Regions from separate parts of the Sus scrofa genome. Here region 2 is linked to region 1. Evidence: chromatin contacts called from public Hi-C data. All regions are on one chromosome and are shown on one strand. Each heading gives the region's core, a stretch centred on a gene start, on an enhancer-like site or on the middle of the called end of the contact. The rest is flanking DNA. Distances are from core to core; before and after follow the strand shown. Region 1 has its middle 74 kb from the start of POPDC3. Region 2 holds the start of PREP (prolyl endopeptidase).

Region 1 (3,981 bases), core at 904-3,403:
GATGACCTAAAACAGGCACTAAACGTTTAAGCTTGTCTGGTACCTTCAACTTTCACCTTTACCTTGGGAGCTGTTGGAACTTCCTACATTTTACCATTATTATTTGAAGATTATAATTTTGTCATACAATTGTTTTAAGAGCCCATCTATGATCTGGGTTGTCAACTGCTGCTTTTGTAGCATATATTTGACGTCCCTGAGTAAGCGCTGGGCGCACTGGGGTTTCAGAGAACCCATGCTCGCACTGAACTAGTTAAATAATAATGAAAACTGCAACTGCTGTATACTTGCAAAGTGCTTTAAAATTGTGCTCATAACACTTTTTTAAATTTATGAGACAACTTTGCCTTTCTTCTTTCTCCCCTAAAAGCAACGAAAATGTAAAAGATATTAAGTATGAAGGAACTCATGTTAAATATAAGGTCTCAAATTATTTTGTTTCCTTTCACTGTCTCTCCAGCTTCCATCAATTTTTTTCTTGCATTGGCACCTCCTCTGCGTGGTCCCACAGAGCCAACCTCAAAAAGGCTTTGGGAGTAGATCATGTGCTGTTTCAGTTTTTGTTCAAATTCTACCTTGGAGCAGGGAGGGGTTTTTTTTTTTTATTGGTTTTAATGCAGTGTGTCATAGAAGACATTTTAGGGGATAACTTGACTTTGGCCTAATTCTTCTGCTTTCTGTTGATTCTTAAATATCATTTAGCAATGCCATTTTTAAACTGAATATGATCTCAGAGATTATCTAACTTCCTTCTTTTATAGATGTGAATCCGAGGTCTAGACAAGTGACATGCACTGTCTGAGGATTGTCTCAGGTCCTCAATTTTCTCAATCTATTTTCTATCCCATAGCATAAGTGTTTCCTATTTGTCATCAGCCCCCTGGCCTTTATGAGGCTCCACTTTGTTCCACTTACCATGACCTTTTGAGGGGCATGCCTTTCTGGGTTGTACATATGTCTCTCCCACTCCATGTTATTTCTCCAGCTTCGTTACATTGTGTCAGGGCATTGGGGGTGGGTGTTTGACCCTTGACCTCCAGATCTTGTCATCCTCTGCCTTATACAAATTTATTTAACTGAGACGAGATTATGTATAAGTAATGCCCGACTTCCTCTGATAGTAGAGCCAAGAAGTGTTTTCTGAGTCTTCGTCCTCATTTGAGCTGCCTACAAAGATTTCCATCCATTGGATCTCCATACCTTGTTCTGATGAGTCACGTAGAACAAACACACAGTAAGTTGACACCGAGAAACGGCTTAGGGTAAGTTTTGTTTTCCTTCCTTCAGTTAATGTCCAAAGTCACCCTTGCTCTTGCATTCTTATACTGTAGATTTCCTTCTTCGTGTTCTTTCAATTTAAAACCTGTGATGGGAATTTTCACTGGCCCAGCTCCCATGCATACATCTTCAATAAAGAACCATGTCTCCACTTTCTTTTGTGGCTTTTCATTTTTTGCTTTGTTGACTGTTGTTTTACACTCTCTGGGTTATCAGATCTGAATGGCAAGCCAGAACACCGATGTATTCATTTGCATGGAGACATAAAACACTCAGAATCAGCATCCCTTTCCCTGGACAGGGCTGACTCACCCTCACACACCTGTCCCCTTGACTTGCCTTTTCTAGGCTTTGGGCTGAACAACAGTTTCCTAAGCATGCTGCTTCTTGCTGTCAGACCTGTGGTTCAGTGGCATAAAGTACACTGGCCACATTCCAGACTCAGATCTGTACCCTGGTCACCGTGATAGGGCTCTGCCAGCTCCTGGCACATGACATGAAATAAGAAACCCTTAGGTGTTTATTTAAGTGGATCTATTTTAATTTCCAAGTACCAAGCAGCAACATTTCCCCAACAAATACTTGGGTGGCTTATTCTCTCTTCTGCTTGATTTCTCCCATTTTATTTATTAGCTTCCTTCTGAAGGTGCCCCTCATCTCCTTCTTTAGAGGATTTATTTCAAGTTTATCAAATACAATAACAATTTCTAGATCTGTTCATTTTTTATTTTTGTTTTTATTTTTTATGGCTGTACCTAGCGCATATGTACATTCCCAGGCCAGGAGTCAAATCAGAGCTGCAGCTGCAGGCCTACACCAAGGCATGGAGACACCAGATCTGAGCCACATCTTGTGGCAAGGCCAGATCCTTAACCCACTGAGCGAAGCCAGGGATCAAACCCGCATTCCCACAGATACAATGTCGGGTCCTTAACCCACTGAGCCACAACAGGAACTCTTAGATCTAATGTTTAGGAATGTCAGTGGTCTTCAGGGCCAATATTCTCCCTATTTGCTTGTACAATTAATTCTTGCCAGCTCTCCTTATTTCATTGTGCTTTTCTTTCGGTCACAGCTCTCTGTGGACCCCTCTCTGGCTTCCATCTGGGTGAATACTGGGGCTAAAGCACATGGTCTCAAGTTTCATGGCACAACAGCAACCTTCCTCTCCACTTATCTGCTCTCCAAAGCACATGCCTCTCTCAATCAGCAACTTAGAATAGCACAGAGAACGTCAGCAGGCTTCTAAGCTAGCTACTGTTGTCTCTTCCTGGCTCCGGTCCACCAGCCAGCTTCTAACAGATCGTGGCCTAGAGATGTGCCATTTAGTCTGAGGGCCCTGCTAGTACCTCAGCCTCCTCCACTTGATCAGAAGCCAATGGCCTTGAACCATAATGATTTGTTTCGAGGTGGTTTAATTGCTGGTCATTAGGAGAACTCAGTTTCATGGAAGCCACTCCTGTATTGGCTGTAGAACAACTTAAGGGCATTTCTAGCATGTGACTCAGTGTCACCTGGATGAGAGCTTGTGTGAGGAGTGTCCTTTAGGATCCACCATCAGCACTTCCATGGCATCTTGTTTTCCATTGTTGCACAACTAGTTTTATAGTTGCTCATCTCCCCTCTCTGCTCCCTCCCTAGACTGTACATTCCTGGCACCCAGCCCCTGACTTACTCATCCTACATTGCCTGTAGCCCTGTGTCTGGAAGGAATTGTCTGAAATGTCTGTAAAGGCATTTCACAAAATATTTCATAGAACTGTGGTTGAGAATGTGCAGAATCTTTGAAGGATGGTCAAGAGCTGTTGGGGCAGCAGAAGACCTTTCTGCAGCTGTCAGAGGTTTGAAAAGCTGAAGTTCTTACAGTAAGGAAGGCATCATCTTTTGAAATAGTATTTAAAGAGAAGGAGTTTGGAGGTTCTTGTTGTGGCTCAGCGGTTTCCAACCTGACGAGTATCCATGAGGATGCAGGTTTGATCCCTGGTCTTGCTCAGTGGGCTAAGGATCCAGTGTTGCCGTGAGCCATGGTGTAGGTCGCAGATGTGGCTCAGATCCCGTGCTGCTGTGGCTGTGGTGTAGGCTGGCAGCTGCAGCTCTGATTCGACCCATAGCCTGGGAACTTCCATATGCTGCATGTGTGGCCCTAAAAAGACAAAAAAATAAAAATAAAAAATAAAGAGAAGGGGTATATGTGCTTCGATCCAGTTGTCTTGTAATCTACACATGACCATGGGATAGGAGGTGATGTGGTAAAACAAAAAGCCACATGCCTTGCTTCCCCTGCAACTAATCCGTGCTTTCCCCAAGTTCCCCATTTAATGTAGTCTTCTGAGGGGAGATTTTAAGTTCTGTTTAATCAGAAGAAAGGAAATGTGAGGTGGAGAGAGAGACTGTTACAGTGGGAGATGTGTCTTTCTGGAGAATGTGTATATTCTTGGAAAAAAATAAAGTGCAGATTTGCATTTTCTGACCGGAAATATCTGGTTTGCCCTGAGGGAAGATTCGGAGCACCACAGCAGGCGTACAAAGAGAAAGATTCGATATCTGGCCTTTGACACCTGGAGGAGGACTTCTGGGTCTGCAGAAAAACATTTGATTTCAAAGGCAATCTTTGTGGAAAGAGCATTTCTTCTGCATCTACCAAGAGCTGTCCTGTGGACTAAATCGTGAGAAAAGCCTGGGAGAGAGAGAAGTCAGTGTATG
Region 2 (3,981 bases), core at 557-3,056, 160 kb after region 1:
TTTTGGTAACCCCAAAAGGGAAAAACTAAGCAACAACCACCACCACCCCACCCCGTCAAAAACAAAACAAATCTAAAATGGCACTTGTCAACCCACATGATGGGTAGTTCTTTATAGTTTTACCTCTCCTGAAAACTCAAAAGATTCTCAAGAACCAAACTGAGAAATGCCTGGCTTCCCATTACTAAAATCTGGCACTGCAGGGCTAGACCATCATGTTAATGAATGAATAATATTCTCAGTACAGAAGCAAGTAAGTTCTGTGGTTAGCCAAGTCATCCCTAATAGTTCATACTATTAGGGAGGGAAGGCCTGTAGCAACAACTAAGTGATCTGCCAAAGGGCATCCAGTGAGTGAGTGACAAAACCAGAACTAGCGTTCAGGTCTTCTTATTTGGTTTGTCCTCTTTTTCATTCTGGCTGGATCACTTTACTCCCCTACACAAAGGCCACAACTCTTTCAACCACAGGGATAGAGCTTCTTGGGCTGATAGAGTAAATTTAATAAGCAAGCAGCTGAACAGACTGAGAAAACATGGTTACCAGATGGCCACAGGTCAAAGAAAGCAGGAATGCATCAGTGCCACTTGGAAGTCTTAATTGAAAACAATATGTCCTTTACTCTAAAGCCCCGGTACCCTTTACCCCCAAATGAGATGCGCTTTAATGTACAGACTTTCTGGCATAAATCGGGCCAAAGCAAGCAGAAAAACAAACAAAAACAAAAATTAGAACTATATTATGCAAAAATCTTTTTATTCGGATTCTATTTTAAGTAATCCGAGGAATTTACCTTTTCCTAAGAGAATCAGGCCAACAACATTTGAATTTTTTCCAGTTCCTAAAATGCCAAACTAATTTTTACACACAAAAAAAGTGTTTGCCCAGAATTCCACCCAGGGGATCTCAACAGTGACCCTGAGCTCACGGACAGCTTAGGTAAATGGTGGGCAACCCCCGCAATAGGCAAAACTTCATCCTGAAAAAAGCCATCCTCTCTCCCTTCTAAGACCTCCTCTCACCCCCATCAACTAACTCCTGCTCCTGTTTAGGAACACTTGGATCAGCACTACCGGGCCCTGCATTCCCAGCACCCGCAGCCCAGCACCTGGCCAGGGACAGGGTAAGCGCTCCACACACGTTTTAAAATCGAATGAATGAACTTCAACTCTAAGTGTTTTTATTTCGTAAGTTGAAAAAGTTTGCTTTTGTTTTAAGATTGTACATAATCTGCATGCACAAACACTTTGTCTCCCTACCATATTGAAGCAAAAGCCTCCTCTGCTAAAAAGCAGTGACACGTTCTGTCTTCCCGCTCCCTTAAGACGCCCATTCCCACCTGGGCGTCTGCCCTTGACCCCGCGGATTGCAGGAAGCGGCCCTGCGGGCTGACCACGGGCTCAGCCAGCCAGCAGACGGAGGGTGACGGCCACCAGGGCCCCCGCGGCTCGGGAGGAGCCCAGCGCCCCCCGCCGGGTCTCGCAAACAAAGGCCGAGGGGGAGGGGAGGGCGTAGGGGGCGAGGGGCCGCGAGTGGTGGGGAGAGGGCCGCGCACCGCTGGGGTACTCACGGCGGTCTCGTCGCGGTACACGTCGGGGTACTGGAAGGACAGCATGGCTGGGGGCGCGCGGGGGTGGCCTGGGGGGCGCGGACTCCGGAGCGATGTCTAGTGGGCCGGGCGGGCAGTGGGGCGAGATATGCGCTGGGGCCGGGCAGGCGGCGGTGGCGGCGGCAGCGAGCGGGCGGCTCTCGGTCAGGCCTCGCACGACCGGACCGGCGGCGCGGCGGCGAGGACGTGAGGGAAGCAGGAAGCAGCTGTCGGCGAGGCCCGGAGCCCCTCCCCGGCGGGCGGGCCCAGAGGCTGCGGCGGCGGCAAGAGGGAGCGGGCGGCGCCTTGCGTGCGCCAGGCCGGGCGCACAGCTCCCTCTGCAGGAACGCCGGCCGCGCCCGCGCCCGCGCCGCCCGGGCCCACGGACCACTGCGCCTGGCGCGCGTCGCACCCACGCCCGAGCCACCGCACCAGACACCCCGTCACGGCGCCGGCCACACGCCGGCCGGGGACACGCCCAACACGCCGCCCCCGGCCCACAGCGCCCGCCACACGTGCGGTCACGCCGGCGAGCCCACCACGCCCCCTCCCTCTCCCGCCCCGCCCCCTCCGAGTCTCCCCGCTGCCGCTTAGCTGCAGCCAAGCTCGCTGCCCGCCCTCCTCCCTGAGCAGAAGGAACAGCAGGGTTTGCTTACTCGATCCCCCCATCTTCCTATTCCCGGGCTGAGAAGGGGCCTCGCCCCCGCGTTGAAAGCGGAGGGCTTGAGATGACCTAGTTTCCACCGCCTGTGGCTCTGGACTTGGAAAGGAAGGAATAATGGATCATGAGGACCAGGAAGGAAACACATCTCTCCTCTCCTGAGCACCCCTGGAGGGCGCTGGGTAGTTGGGCATCCGCACCGTGGAGGTGGGATGAGGCGTGGGTAGGACGACGGTTGAGCCCTTATCTGAGGTTTGCCAGTTGAAAGGGGACAGAGGTGGGAAGACTGGAAATCATCTTGGGTCTTTTGTTCATCCTACTGGTTCTTTTATCCCTTTCCTGCGTTTGTTGATTGAGCATCTTTTATCATGTATTAGATGCTTGACCTCAAACCTATGAAATTTTAATAGTTAGATTTACTCATCGTCGGCCTAGTGATAGGAGTTCTGGTCTTGCTTTCTGGACCATCGAAAAGAAGCTTTATGGCTCCAGTTATCATAGTTGGAGTGTGTGTCAATGTGTTTTGTACTCCTGGCTTCTTAAAAGTCCTGGGAGGAGGGCAGGGGTGTGACAAGAAAGTCGTTCAGGTCCTGAATTCCAGGTGGCCGAGGTAATTACTGTGACCTTGTGTCTTCTGTCCTTTTTATTATCATCCCAGTTCCGTGCCTCACCGGTAGGTCAGTGTTTTTGTTCAGGTTGGGGTGTTTGATAATCATGTTTCACAGTTGTTTCCAGACCCACCCTTCTTGAGCAACTTGAGAATCCTCAGTTCTGGGAGAGCTCACACTATTGATGCCCACTTTGTAAAAAAAACAAAACACAGGGACTTAGCATTCTGCAGCCCAGTCACCACTCCTTGCCTTGCTTGCCTGTCACCTGGCCCAAGGGCTGCCAGGCCTTGCTATTGCTTCTGCAACTTGTGGGGGTTTTAAGAGTAACCCAGGAATACCTGGCCCAGTAAATCCCCTAACAACAGCAACAACAGTAATGGTTAATGTTTATTGAGTGCTTCTAATATGCCAGGAAATTACCTTATTTAAACTTTATGAGATAAGAACTAATAGTATCCTGATTTTACAGTTGAGGAAAACTGGGGCTGCCTTTAGCCCAGGACTTCACAAGGGGGGGGGGGCGATATTCAAGATTCCAACCCAGGTCACTCTGATGCCCTCCTTCTTCCTAAATAGGTAGGACTCTGGTCTAAAGCACACCTGTTAGTAGGTGAAACTTCCCTAGGACTTCATTTTATCAGGACCTAAGGTAGAAATGAGAGGAATTATGATTTCCAAAGGACAAGCCACATCTCAGGGATCATCCTCTGTTCCCTTCCAGGCAGTTATCCTGGTGCCCAGTACCTCTAGGCCCTGAAAGCCAAAGGTTTGTATGTGGCCCAGCAATAGGTAGTCTGCACCTGGAGTGATGTGCTTCCAAGAGGAGGACACCACAGCCCCATTCCCCTCCCGCCGGCCAGACTGATCGTCTGCTACCTTTGTTTACCATGTACTTGATATGCATTGTCTGCTTTAATCCTCCTTAACAAAGCCCATTTTGCAGATAAGGCAAAGGAATCTCAGCAGCTTTAAAGGAACTTGTCCGACGTTATCACACAGCTAGCAAGGTGGGTCAGCTCTACCTTGACCCTAGAAAATGAAGAGAAGTCAAGTATTTGGGCCATCTCAGACATGGAATTCTACCTCTAGAATAAGCGCCAGGGTGCCCTTTGACCTCTGCC

Evidence for each region. Hi-C and Micro-C count contacts between places; a contact is called where the count stands out from the background.
Region 2: a contact with region 1 is called in a Hi-C map of skeletal muscle, with 4 times the contacts expected there. The contact joins the promoter of PREP here to the enhancer-like site in region 1. A contact is called at or near these places in 1 of 5 promoter capture datasets (liver) and 4 of 47 Hi-C or Micro-C datasets (embryonic fibroblasts, heart right ventricle, liver and 1 more).

Annotation. Positions count from the first base shown.
Region 1 is chr1:71,472,233-71,476,213 of Sscrofa11.1, forward strand. No RefSeq gene overlaps it. Among named protein-coding and RNA genes, the nearest start is that of POPDC3, 74 kb to the left of the region's middle. Within about 2 kb of position 2,154, at least 8 of the 83 cell types and tissues checked have an H3K27ac peak or open chromatin away from gene starts, as enhancers often do. A contact at or near this core is called in skeletal muscle, where this site is marked.
Region 2 is chr1:71,634,339-71,638,319 of Sscrofa11.1, forward strand. It overlaps PREP (prolyl endopeptidase), which reads right to left and starts at 1,807. Exons shown (of 15, transcript NM_001004050.1): 1 at 1,571-1,807. The coding sequence starts at 1,615.